2 separate regions of the Canis lupus genome follow, and region 1 is linked to region 2. Evidence: chromatin contacts called from public Hi-C data. All regions are on one chromosome and are shown on one strand. Each heading gives the region's core, a stretch centred on a gene start, on an enhancer-like site or on the middle of the called end of the contact. The rest is flanking DNA. Distances are from core to core; before and after follow the strand shown.

What was found. Hi-C and Micro-C count contacts between places; a contact is called where the count stands out from the background.
Region 1: a Hi-C map of amygdala shows a contact between it and region 2, with 5 times the contacts expected there. The contact joins two enhancer-like sites. A contact is called at or near these places in 2 of 9 Hi-C or Micro-C datasets (amygdala and skin fibroblasts).

Annotation. Positions count from the first base shown.
Region 1 is chr10:68,308,193-68,313,910 of UU_Cfam_GSD_1.0, reverse strand. No RefSeq gene overlaps it. Among named protein-coding and RNA genes, the nearest start is that of C1D, 170 kb to the left of the region's middle. Within about 2 kb of position 3,165, at least 3 of the 20 cell types and tissues checked have an H3K27ac peak or open chromatin away from gene starts, as enhancers often do.
Region 2 is chr10:67,201,985-67,208,283 of UU_Cfam_GSD_1.0, reverse strand. The region is part of intron 12 of MEIS1 (homeobox protein Meis1); the gene reads right to left. Among named protein-coding and RNA genes, the nearest start is that of MEIS1, 150 kb to the right of the region's middle. Within about 2 kb of position 2,078, at least 2 of the 20 cell types and tissues checked have an H3K27ac peak or open chromatin away from gene starts, as enhancers often do.

The sequences.
Region 1 (5,718 bases), core at 1,916-4,415, 1.1 Mb before region 2:
AGGAGCATGTGCTGACCAGGGAGTTAGGGTGTCAGCGGGTCTTCCTGGGAAGGAGGAATTTCAGCCAGTTACTGGAAATCACATTTCTGAGCAAAAGACATAATAGTCTAGGTGAAAACCGGAGGCTGAAGATGAGGAACCAGCAGGGCTCACTGCCTGTCTATCTAAAAACTATTTTATAAAAAAGTATGATGGTGTCGTGCAAAATCTCTAAAATAGACTTCCCCATACAAGTATTTTCAATTAAAAGGATTCCTTATTTGTTTTGTTCCATAGATACGTAGCTTAACACCGGTTTAATCATAGCATTTGTATGATTTTGGAACTTGCTTTTTTGGAACTTTCATCATTTCACATGCATTTTCCCCAAGTTACTACCTGACCTTTGTAATCACCACTTTCAGTGGATGTACAATCTACCAAGTGGATATATCATGATTTCTGTATTAGTTTTCTTATTCTTGCATACTTAGAATGCTCGTGACTTTTCACTATTATAAATAATATTGCAGTACGTATCTTCATACCATAAATGCTTTTCTTTTTAAGGGAAATATTCATTAGGATAATCCCCCAGGATCTTGGGTTCTGTTTACATGAACACAATGGCAGTGTTTCCTAAATAAATAAGTCAGCGGCACCCATAGGTCTCAATGAAACCCCGTAAATGGGTTGGGGGTTGAAGAAGGCTATGAATCCTTAAGGCTTTTAAACGTATAATATTATATTGTGTCCCAGAAGGATTTTCTAAGTAAAGTAGTTCATTTTTCAGACTAATCACATTCTCATTTTTACAGTGCTGCTGTATTTTCACAGTCCTTTCTCTTCTTATCTGCCAGGACAATCCCTCCATCTTCATGGGCTTCCTCAAACCCTCTCACATAAATGTTTCCTATTTCATCTCCCTTAAGGCTGGGATGTTGCCCCTTGGAGACCCTTAGATGAAGATGTTAAATGCAATTTATTTTCATCATTGTAGAGTGGAATGTTTCAACCTGTAATATATAAATTCCTAATTGCCATCTAGGTTCAGATATACTTAGTTTTAGACTAATCTATAATCCATGTACGTCTCTTTACCCTCCAATAGCTTGAAGGTGTACTAACGGGGGTAGATACCTTTTGAGAAGTCTATCCAATAGCTGGATCTATTAATTTATGAATTATCACCACACTAGATCACATGACTGCCTTCTTCACCGCCCCCCTCCCCCCGGCCCCATGTTTGTTGGAACCACGTGTGGATGCTTGAACCAAAGTGAACCATGTGCCACCACAGGACAGAGAAGTGAATGGGGGAACGATGTAGAGGAGAGAGGGAAAGGGAGAGAGACAATTCAGTAGACTCACAGAGAAAAACAGAGCTAGGAGTGAATATGAATTATTTTCTGGGTTCCTAATGATAATCACACTTCTTAGTTCCAGGCTTTCCTCTAGTCTGGCTGCATTTTCTTGGCTTTGAATTTGGAGAGACCCCCAATAAAAATTCTCGTTATAATAAATTTCTCTCACCCTCGCTTTCTCTCCTTCCTCCTCCTGTATTTTGTGTTTATTTTTTGTATATGCCAACTTGGCCTCTGATTCACTTGTACCACAAATAAAACTAGAGGTAGCAGTCCCTTGGTGATGTGCTAACCCAGTAAAATAGCCTAATAACAAAATAATGAGTTTGAACATTGGCGAAGGTTTCAGCTACTCTTTGCTGCTGACGAGTGGGGCCGACAGGTTAAAACGTGGCTTAATTCCATTTATGATTCTGAAGCAATGGAATCCTTGAGGGAAACGTTTTTCCCCCAATAAGTTGAAATTATTGACACTGCAAAACCTAGTTTATCACAGTTGCTCAAAATGCTGGACAGTTTGGATGATCTTACGCAATGACTGATTCAAGGCTTTGGGCCACCATATATACAGATATATGATCCAAAGGGCAAGATGTCTATAATAGTTCCTCCTGAAAACTTAGCTGAATACATGGGGCTGATTTTGGAAGCAGACAGCACAATTTTCAAGGAGAAAAAAAAAAAAGGCAATTTGGTCTTCTTGATATAATTAAAACAAAAACTCAAGAAAACTTAAAGGCCTTGTCTCATACCTTCTCACCTATGTCTTGGAATTTTTTTTTTACCTTAAAGACCGTATGATATAAATTAGAATCTTGTGTCTAGGGGACCCCTGGGTGGCTCAGCAGTTAAGCGCCTGCCTTCGGCCCAGGGCCTGACCCTGGACACTCGGGATCGAGTCCCGCATCCGGCTGCCTGCATGGAGCCTGCTTCTCCCTCTGCCTGTCTCTGCCTCTCTCTGTGTCTCTCATGAATAAATAAATGCAATCTTAAAAAAAAAAAAATCTTGTGTCTAAAACCGACACTCTGAAAAGGATGTTTGGAAAAGCTAGCTGAACACCTTGGGTTATTACTGATCTTCTATATTTTTTCCCTTTCTTGCTCTTATCTGTCTATGTATGTATGTATCTATCTGTATCTATTTATAGATCATGGAGCAAAAAGGGGAGCATGCGGGTGAGAGTGAGACAGCCTCCTTGCTACCCGAGGAAGCCTTCCGTACTGAGAAACAAAGAACACAAGCCTCTGTAATTGGGATAAATTGTAAATCATGCCCTCTCTTGACCCTTTGGGTAGCGGGGTTGTATTAAAGGATCTAACTGACCCTGGAAAAACATCCTTTCTCCTGGTCTGAAATGCTTCCCCCTTCAGAGCTTTGGAGATCCTGGAGCCTAGTGAGGGATTGACATTTCAGAAACTCCATGCAAATCTGTCCCTGCCAATGGAGTGTATATGTGTGTGTGTGTGTGTGTGTGTGTTTAAATTACAAACAATTGACTAGCCTTTTATGACTCTGATTGTACAATAAGGAGCAATGGGCAAAGCTATCAAATCATTTTAAATTGGCCTCTCAGTATTTTCCTGTTTGCTGACTAGATGGAGTTTATCAGTGGATTGACATATTTCCTAGCATATGTGACCTCAGGCAGTCATTCTCCATTTTTTTTTTTCCCCTGCCAGTGTTTTGTTCATTCATTTAATTAAAGTGTGACGAGTGCCCAGAAAATGCCTGGAACTGTGCTGGACATGATGATTGCTACTTAGGGCAGATCTGCTGCTGCTCCATGGATCCTCTCCTCTGCTCTGATGTGGTCAGGAGGCAGCAAGCCCAGCCAGTGTGAGCCAGGGAACCGAGGGGTCAGCAAACAGTGCCCGGCCTCAAGCAACATGCAGTCTTCTCAGTGAGATGAGGGACGTGCCTTTGCTCCCTCGGCAGTGGAAGTGGCCGTAGGCTCCCTCCCCTGAGGAGGTGGCAGGGATGAGCAAAGACTGTCTACAGGCAGGACATCAACTGGCTGAAGCGGTGCCCCAGAGACTTGCTAAAAAGGGGTCTGACTATGTCTTGAAGAACAGGCAAGGCTGAGGAATGGGCAAATGGGGGCTAGAGAGAGGACGGCTGGGGGAGGAGCAGTGTAACTACGCTGGAGGGACCTGAGCTGGGCAGCGATTGAAGACCCTTGAATATACCGAGGAGCCTGGACTCCATCCCAAAGGCAGTGAGATGCCAACTTTTGACTAGTCCACAGACTTCCTTTGGAAGTTTTTGACCCCATCCCTACAGGTTCCAAACATGGGCATTATCTTTTCTCTCCTCTTCCTTCAGATCAAGAGCTACTTTGACTCCCATCAGACTTTCAGTTTTGTGGTCTGAAAATAATGACCTTGAACTTTGGGTTAAAAGCCTGGTCAAGGGGAGGCCCAGAGCTTGGTATAGGGAGGTGTGGAATTAGTTGTTTGTCTGTGGTCTCAGGCTGGTTTCCCGGCACATCTCCCTCACAGAGAGGGACTTGAGAATGCATGCGTGTGCAGGGTATTATGTGCGTGTGTGTGTGCGCGTGTGTGGTGGAAGCAGATTTCGAAGAATATCTGGCAGCCTGGTAGCAAGTTTGCCAACAGGATTTATTGCTGTGGAGCCCAAGATGTTGAAACACAATGAAAGTGTTTCTTTCCCCCAACCAACTTAGGGAGAGTTTTCTAGGAGAACATAGACGTATACATACACATATACGTACACATGCACACACATGAAAGGTATCCAAGAAAATAAGAGATAATTTTTTCCCCCTAATCTTTATGAATGTATTTATTTTGGATTTTAGGACAGGTTTTTCATCTCCTTACATACATGTGTAAAGGATTTTTCTCCTTGAATTAATAGGTTGAGTCTATAGAACTTGTTTTTTTCCATCCCCTGGATTATTTCTCTCTTTGTCCATATATTGTTGACCTAGAGAGCACCTGTCTTCTCCATTTCAAGGGGCTGCACGGTGCCGTGGAAGGGAGAAGGACTGGGGAGAGGCTGGAGCAAGCAGACCACACCAATGGGGGTAAAATACCATCTTCCGAATTTGGGGCTGTTATCATAAAAGAATCTTGCGAATGGACCCCCCGGGGTGAGCTTTCCACGCACTCCAGCTCCAGAGAGACGGATTAAGGCTGTAACGCACCTGTTCAGGTACAAGTTGAACAGTATTTCCTTTTACAGTTTGTCTCCAGGCCAAAGGGAGGTAGTGATTCTGTTTGAGGGCCTGGAGGTGGTGTGGCCGTCGGGGCTGGTTGGGAGAGCGTGTGTAGACAGCGGCCGACTGCAGAGGGCAGTGTGAGACCGCAGCGCCGCGAGCTGGGGCCAGCCTGGCTGGTCCTGACACAGGCCACCTGTGATGTTTCAAGATAAATTGTGTTAGGGGGGAAGCTGGTCTATTGGGTTTACAGTAAACGTATGCCAGTTACCTTCACCCCAAAGAAAGTCTTTCTAAGGTTTTCCCCCTCTTCCCCAATCTCAAGACATCAAGTATTGAGACTGGCTGAGTGACAACTTGTACTTTCTTCTCTTCAGGGGTGTGAATGTCTCTTGTAAATCCCTGTGATGACAACTGAGATGATATTTAGTGCCTTGCGATGCACTAAAATTTAACTGCAGTGGGTGCTAATGCAGCTCTGTGTGGGGAAAGACACTTCTTGAATAATCATAATACTAACAACCCAGATACCTTCTAAGTCTTTTCTGGAGCATTAGGAACTGTAGCAAGTGTGTCGAAGGAATCTTTTCCTCAAGAGCTGGTTCTGGTGCTTTTCCTCAAGAGCTGGCTCAGGATGCTCCGAAGGTGGGACTTCCGGGAGGAGAGGGGACACTGGTGGGTGTTGGAGAGAGTGGCTGGTCTGGCACAGAGCTTAAGGGTGTTCTCTAGGCTCAGACAGACTTGGGTTCAAACCTGCCTCTTGAATTTTCTCTACCGTAAAGTTGGGGGTAATCGTGGAAAAATTTAGCAAACTACTAAAGTTTCTATATTAAGGGAGATAACGCGTGTAAAATGCTTAGCACAGTGACCCGGAGTAGAGAGTATCTGGAACGTGATGTCATTACTGATGGAGCTTATCAGTGGATTGACATATTTCCCAGCATATGTCCAATTTGCAAATATTTATTGAGCGCCTACTAGGGGATTTGACAGAGAGCGGCATCAACAGGAACTTACCCGTAGGGCTAGTGACAAAGAGGGACACGGAGACCTTATCACATCATGGCAGTAGTTGGGAGGAAGTATAGCTAAGTGATAAATAACATGGAGTCCGGTGTCTGGGTTTGAATCTAGTGCTGTTACTCGTAGCAGTATGACCCCTGGGGAGGCTCAGACCTTACCAGTACTTACCTCAG
Region 2 (6,299 bases), core at 829-3,328:
AGACCCTTAGAGCCAATTCCCACTTTTTTTTTTTTTTTTTTTGTGGTGAGGGGAATGGATCTTGAACCAGCTCATGTTCCCAGGTTTTTTGTTTTTGTTTTTGTTTTTTTTTATGTTCCCAGTTTTTGTAGGTAACTTCCAGAACACGTCTCTTACTTCAAACAAGCTCCTACAGCCCTTTACTCGGATCCTCACATTTCTATCTCGATGCGATTCTCCAAAGATATTTCCTTCTAACACGAAAATTCTATTAATTTCTAACTCCTTCATGTGACAACCAAACATGCTCATTTCCAAAGGAAAAAAAAAATCTGGATGGAAAACAATATGTTAAAATAGCACATTGCTGCGTGTATAAACAATATGTCTATTAAACTAAAGTGTCATATAGTTTGCTGAAATTTACAGAATAATTCATCACTTCCTTATAAAGCCTTACTTTTTCCCTTAATGAACACTGTTTTATTTTGGGCAGACCGTGTTATTTAAAAATGACAAACATGGGTTGAACTAGAGAAATAATGTTTGTTTGAATTTAATGCATTTGAAAAGATTTTTTTGAAGTAGTCTCTTCATTTTAATCTAAGGGTGAATAAGTAAGTACATCTCTCTGTTGCAAAATCAGGGAAATGCAAGCACTTAACATTCCTTGGCATTAATTCTTATTGTCCAGGCATCAAAAGTTGATTAAAATACTAAAATTATTTAAGTTTTTAAACTTTCCATATGGAATCCTAAAAGGGCGTATTTTTTTTTCCTGCCAGACATATTGAGATGAATCAAGCTGAATGATTTTAAAAATTAACTTTTTAAAACTTGATAGTTACAGATGTTTTAATCTTTGGAAGCCATTACATGTTCATTTTCCTTTCAGCATTAATTACACATAATGACCTCTACCTATCATATACTTTGGAAGAAAACTACATTTGCTTACATTTTCCACTGCTTTTAAAAATAAAAATAGCTTTCATTATTATCAAAAAGGACAGACTTTTTAATTGTTAAAATTTTGGTATTTTTGAAGACTTGTCTTTGGCTATTCTCACTGGAAAGTTCTATGGTGAATAAAACTGCTACATAAATTCCCCAAATAATAGCTTAATTACTTATAAACTCTGGAAACAATTAGTTTATCATCCTTTGAAGTGAGTGAGGCAACTTGCCAGGCTGAGAGCAAAACGCTTGTCACTTGTTCATGTAATGAGCTTAGTTTCTTTTTGTTATTTTAGATTATTTGGAAAAGGAAACTCAGTGGAATACACTTTAATGTTCAAAAGATTAAAAGTTGAATCATTCACTTCATAAATGGCCTCTGCAATAACACTTAATAAAGTACAGAAAGAAATATTGAAGGCTCTGAAGATTATAATTTATGTGCTTATGGAAATCATTGAAACAGATATTCTGGTTCAAAGATAAAGTTGTGCTCGAATGACACCAATATTGTAAAAGATTGACGAGGACTGTCCTCCTTCTCAGCCTCATCATATCATCCCTCCTACAAACCGCCGAATTACAGAAGCAGCCTCTTCTCTCCCTTCTCTCAGATCCCCCTTCCCTCCTGGCTCCCGCCCCAGCACCCGCACCCCGCTGCTGGCTCCGGGTCCCCAGCCCCTCACCCCTTTCCCTCTCGCCCCACCCGCCCCCTCCCGCTTGCTGGCTGCTCTCCTCCCGCCCAGTCCCCGTAAGGTGTAAAGTGTAAGGTGTAAGGTGTAAGGTGTAAGGTGTAAGGTGTAAGGTGTGCTCTCTCCCCGGCAAACCCAGAGGAAGGGAAGTTCTGAACAGAAGTGGTGATTGTGGGGCTGCGACACTCTATGTCTGAAGGTCACCCCAAAAATGAGCTAGAAGGCAAGACACCCAGAAGAGGATGCTGACTTCACGTTGGGGGGGGGGGTTGGCCGGGCTGAATTGTGAGGTGCAGGGCGCAGGTGGGGGGAGAGAAGTCCCCGGGGGGGAGGAGGAGGAGGGGGAGGAGGAGGAGGTCGGCTTCTCAGAGGCGGGGTGACTGTTACTGCAGCCACCAGCAGCGGGTCACCAGAGCCAACACCTGAGGCCTCCGCCCGCCCCCTCCTGACCTTGGCGGCGGGCGAGCCAGGCCCGGGGTCACTCCATCCCTGACTGTGGCTCCGTCTGCCTGGCTCGAGGGAGGGAGAGAAACTGAGGCCAAGAAAGGCGGACAGGTCCCCAGGGGAGTCCGGGCTCCTTCTGGCTCCCCTTGGGGCCTGTCAACCCGACGGACCAGGACAGCCAACTTGGGCACCATTTCGCAGGTTTCCAAACGACGTCAGCAGGCTTCCCAGGGCGGCCCCTCCTGGGAGTCCTACCTACAAACCCACCTCCCCTTTGTCGCCGCGCCCCTGGCCGCAGTCCCAGGGGGTCAACCTGCTTTGGGGAGGTGTCTGCGGGTTTCCCCCGGCCTCCCGCCCTCCCCAGACCCGTGTGTCCGGGAACCGGGAGCCGAGACAGGGCGGTCACTGCTGTCATCAGGGGACAGGGAGGGCCACCGGCAGGACAGCTGGGTGGGAAGGGGAGGCCGAGGGAGGAATCCCCGCTGCTCCTGGGGAAATTCATATTCCGTGTATGTTCCCCTCACACCTGAGATAAATCCCGCGGGGCCTACCCACAGAGCCCGCAGCACTTATTTATTTGCATGTCAGGCTCATAATGCGCTGGAAAGCAAGACGGATCCTCCAGGAGGGGAGGAGATGAGGCTCACCTTTCAGGCGCGCTCTCTTAAATAAAAAAGAATTGTCCAGCTGGGCGCCTGAGAATTTATCTTGAGTTTGTGGTCATTATCTCTATTATATAGCCCCGGCAATAAATAAATCGGGTAGTTACTACCCAACAATAAAACTGTAGTGTATGGGACACCTTACTATTACTTTCTTAATAATCTGCCGTTTCTTTCACTTTAAATCTTCCCCGTCTTGTCTTCGCACTTGTCTACAAGGATCTATCTTCACCCTCCAGGTACCAGACCGGCTCGGTTCATTTTTATATTTTGTGAACACAATAAGTTTTCCTGTCTAGACTTTCTGTTTTTCCTCCTATTTCTCCGGCTGCCTAATCCGCTTCAAGACAAAGGGTCGGGCCCGGATCAAACGTCTTCCCCGCGCCCCTCTGCGATCCGTTAGGCGCCCCGCGGGCCCGGGGACGAAGCCCCCCCGCCCAGGCCGCACGTCTCTGTAGGGTCTCGGGGTGGGGGGCGCCGACTCCCCCACGGGGTCCAGGGAAGGTAACCCCGCGCCCCCGCGCATCCCCGGTAACGAAGCCCCCCCCCCAGGCCGCAGGTCCCCGTGGGGTCTCCGGGGATGGGGGCACCGAGTCCCCCACGGGGTCCAGGGAAGGTGACCCCGGTGCCCCCGCGCATCCGCGGTAACGAAGGCCCCTCCTCCCCAGGCCGTAGGTCCCCGTGGGGCCTTGGGGATGGGGGGCGCTGACTCCCGCATGGGGTCCGGGGAAGGTGACCCCGGTGCCCCCCTGGGCATCCCCGGGTACGAAGGCCCCCCAGCTCCAGGCCGCAGGTCCCCGTGGGGTCTCAGGGTGGGGGGCGCTGACTCCCCCACGGGGTCCGGGGAAGGTGACCCCGGTGCCCCCCTGGGCATCCCCGGGTACGAAGGCCCCCCAGCTCCAGGCCGCAGGTCCCCGTGGAGTCTCAGGGTGGGGGGCACTGACTCCCCCACGGGGTTCGGGGAAGGTGCCCCCCGCGCCCCCGCGCATCCCCGGTAACGACGGCTCCCCCCAGGCCGCAGGTCCCCCTGGGGTCCGGGGAAGGTGTCCCCGGTGCCCCCGCGCATCCCCGGGAACGAAGGCCCCCCCATCTCCAGGCCGCAGGTCCCCTGGGGTCTCGGGGGATGGGGGCGCCGACTCCCCCTCGGGTCCCGGGAAGGTGCCCCCGCGCCCCCGCGCCCCGGCCAGCCCCCGGGTGCTCCCCAGCCCCCAGGGCGCCGCTGCGCGCACTGTCCGGCTCCGCGGCCTCCGGGCGCCGTCGCCCCACCGCCCGTGCGCCCCGCGGGGGTCTGGGGGCGCGGGGCCGCCCCTCGGCTCCTCCCGGCGCCCCCATCCCCGCCGGGGCACCGCGCGGCCCTTGGAGCCGCCCGCGAGGTCGGGCCGCGCTCGGCCGCTGAGACCCCGCGGAGGCGCCCCGGGGGCGTGGGGGTCCCTGCCCGCGCGCCCCGCCGGCCTCCCCCGCGCACCTGGGACCGGCTCCCGGCGGGCGGGGGGCGCTCGGGGAGGCGGCCCCGCGGGGAGGGGAGGGGAGGGGAGGGGAGGGGGGCAGCCTGCGTGCAGCCCCGCGGAGCCCGAGCCGCGCCTGGCTCCCGGAGCGCCGCGTCGGGGCCGGGGCCGGGGCCGGGGCCGGGGCCGGGGCGTGGGGGGGGGGCCGGGGGCGGGGGCCGGGGCCAAGGGGCAGGGTAGGCCGGGAGAGAAAACAAACAGCCCCGCGTCGCCTCCCTTTTGTCTTTCTACTGCTTGTGCCAAGAAACCTCCTGGAGCCACAGCGAGCCCCCGCCGGGCTCGGGGGCGACGGTGGGACTGGGACGCGGCCACCCTCGGGCCCCAATGGGGGGGGGGGGTGCAGAGGGACGGGGGGCCCGAGGCCGGCGGCGGATGCTGCAGGGACGATGAACTCCTCACCTTTCCTGCTCCACGCGCCCCTTAGAGCATCCGCGCCGCCGAGCGCGCGTCTGCAGCTCGCCGTGCACTGCGCTGGGCTGGGATAAGGGCTTTTACGACTCGGAAACCGGCGGCTGGGAAAATATTCACGTTTGGGACAGAAAACATTTTTTATTTATACCTTTGACATTTAAAAGAGCAGAATTAATTTGTCCTGTCTACATTAGCATTGAGAGAAAGTTTCAGAAATCCACCCGGGGAGCGGGGGGGTGGGGGGGGGAGGAAGGGGGAGAGAAAAAAGGAGAGGAAAAAAAAAAGAAGAAAGAAAGAAAAAGAAAAAGAAAGAAAAGAAAGAAAGAAAGAAAGAAAGAAAGAAAGAAAGAAAGAAAGAAAGAAAGAAAGAAGAAAGAAAGAAGAAAGAAAGAAAGAAAGAAAGAAAGAAAGAAAGAAAGAAAGAAAGAAAGAAAGAAAGAAAGAAAGAAAGAAAAGCTAGGCTTGGTTTTTCTTATTTCAGATCTGTAATCAATCATGGAAATAGGAGGCAGCAAAATTGTAAAGATTCGATAGATTAAAATGCAAATGAAAGGTAGAAAAAGAAACATTAACATGGCGATCAAAGATTTAATAACCGTAAATCAGGTTGTTTTTTTTTTTTCTGTTGCAGCTGCAGTTTGTGTGTGTGTTTATGTTTTAATCATGTTCGTTCCATAAATAAATAATTTCTGAAACGAGACTAATTTTTCATTATTTTAACCGTGGGCTATAACACTAAATATTAAAAATAGAAAACGTACACGGAGCCAGATCCCCAACCAAATAAGAGAAAGACTTGTGTTGATTGGTTAAAATCAAAGGGTTCCATTTGTGTGTTCTGAAAAAGGGTATTATGCTAAAAAATTCTATCTCGACTGACAAAGCCCAAAGTTTATTTTCCCTTTAATATTTTATGTTAACGACAAGATACCATTTATATTAAATATATGCGCTGCTGCATATCCATTTCACTTTGAGCACTTTCAAAGAACGAAAGTGCCAGAATATTTAAATAATACAAAACATATATTATTTCAAAGTGATTTGATAGAATTGCTGGAAAATAATACTTTTTAGAAGAACCCGCCTCCTAGGGAAAAATGAAGTGATACTTCGACACAGTCGAAACTTCTCTTAGTTTTATCAGTAAAGTTATTTTTCCAAATGGGAATATTTCAGCCCTTTGTTATCGTTAGCATTCGATTTAAGGTTTCGGGTCAAGGTGTCAAATTATAGGAACACACTCTGTTTTATTTAACTACTCATTTTCTCATTCGGTGAGAGCTTTTCATTTAGATCTTTTTATTTTAAAATGTTGATGTATATTGTGGATTTAAAATTATTTCTAAAACTTGAAAAATAAGCCCACAGACTCGGTCGGTCTTTTCTTCCCTTCCTTCTCTCCTTTTTCTTTTCTTTCTGTCATTTATTTTTTGGGGGGGAGGGGGGTGGGTAGTCATTAACATAAGGAAAATTCATCTTCAGAAGACTGGGAACTTCTCAGTCTTTCTGGTAATACCGCCTTGCAATGCTTAAAATAAGCTCTTTGCTTTACTTTGTCTTTGGAGGGGTTTTTCACCCTAATTTATGGACGTGATGAACTAGAATGATCTCCATTTCTCCTCTTTCCACAAATTAAAATGATAACC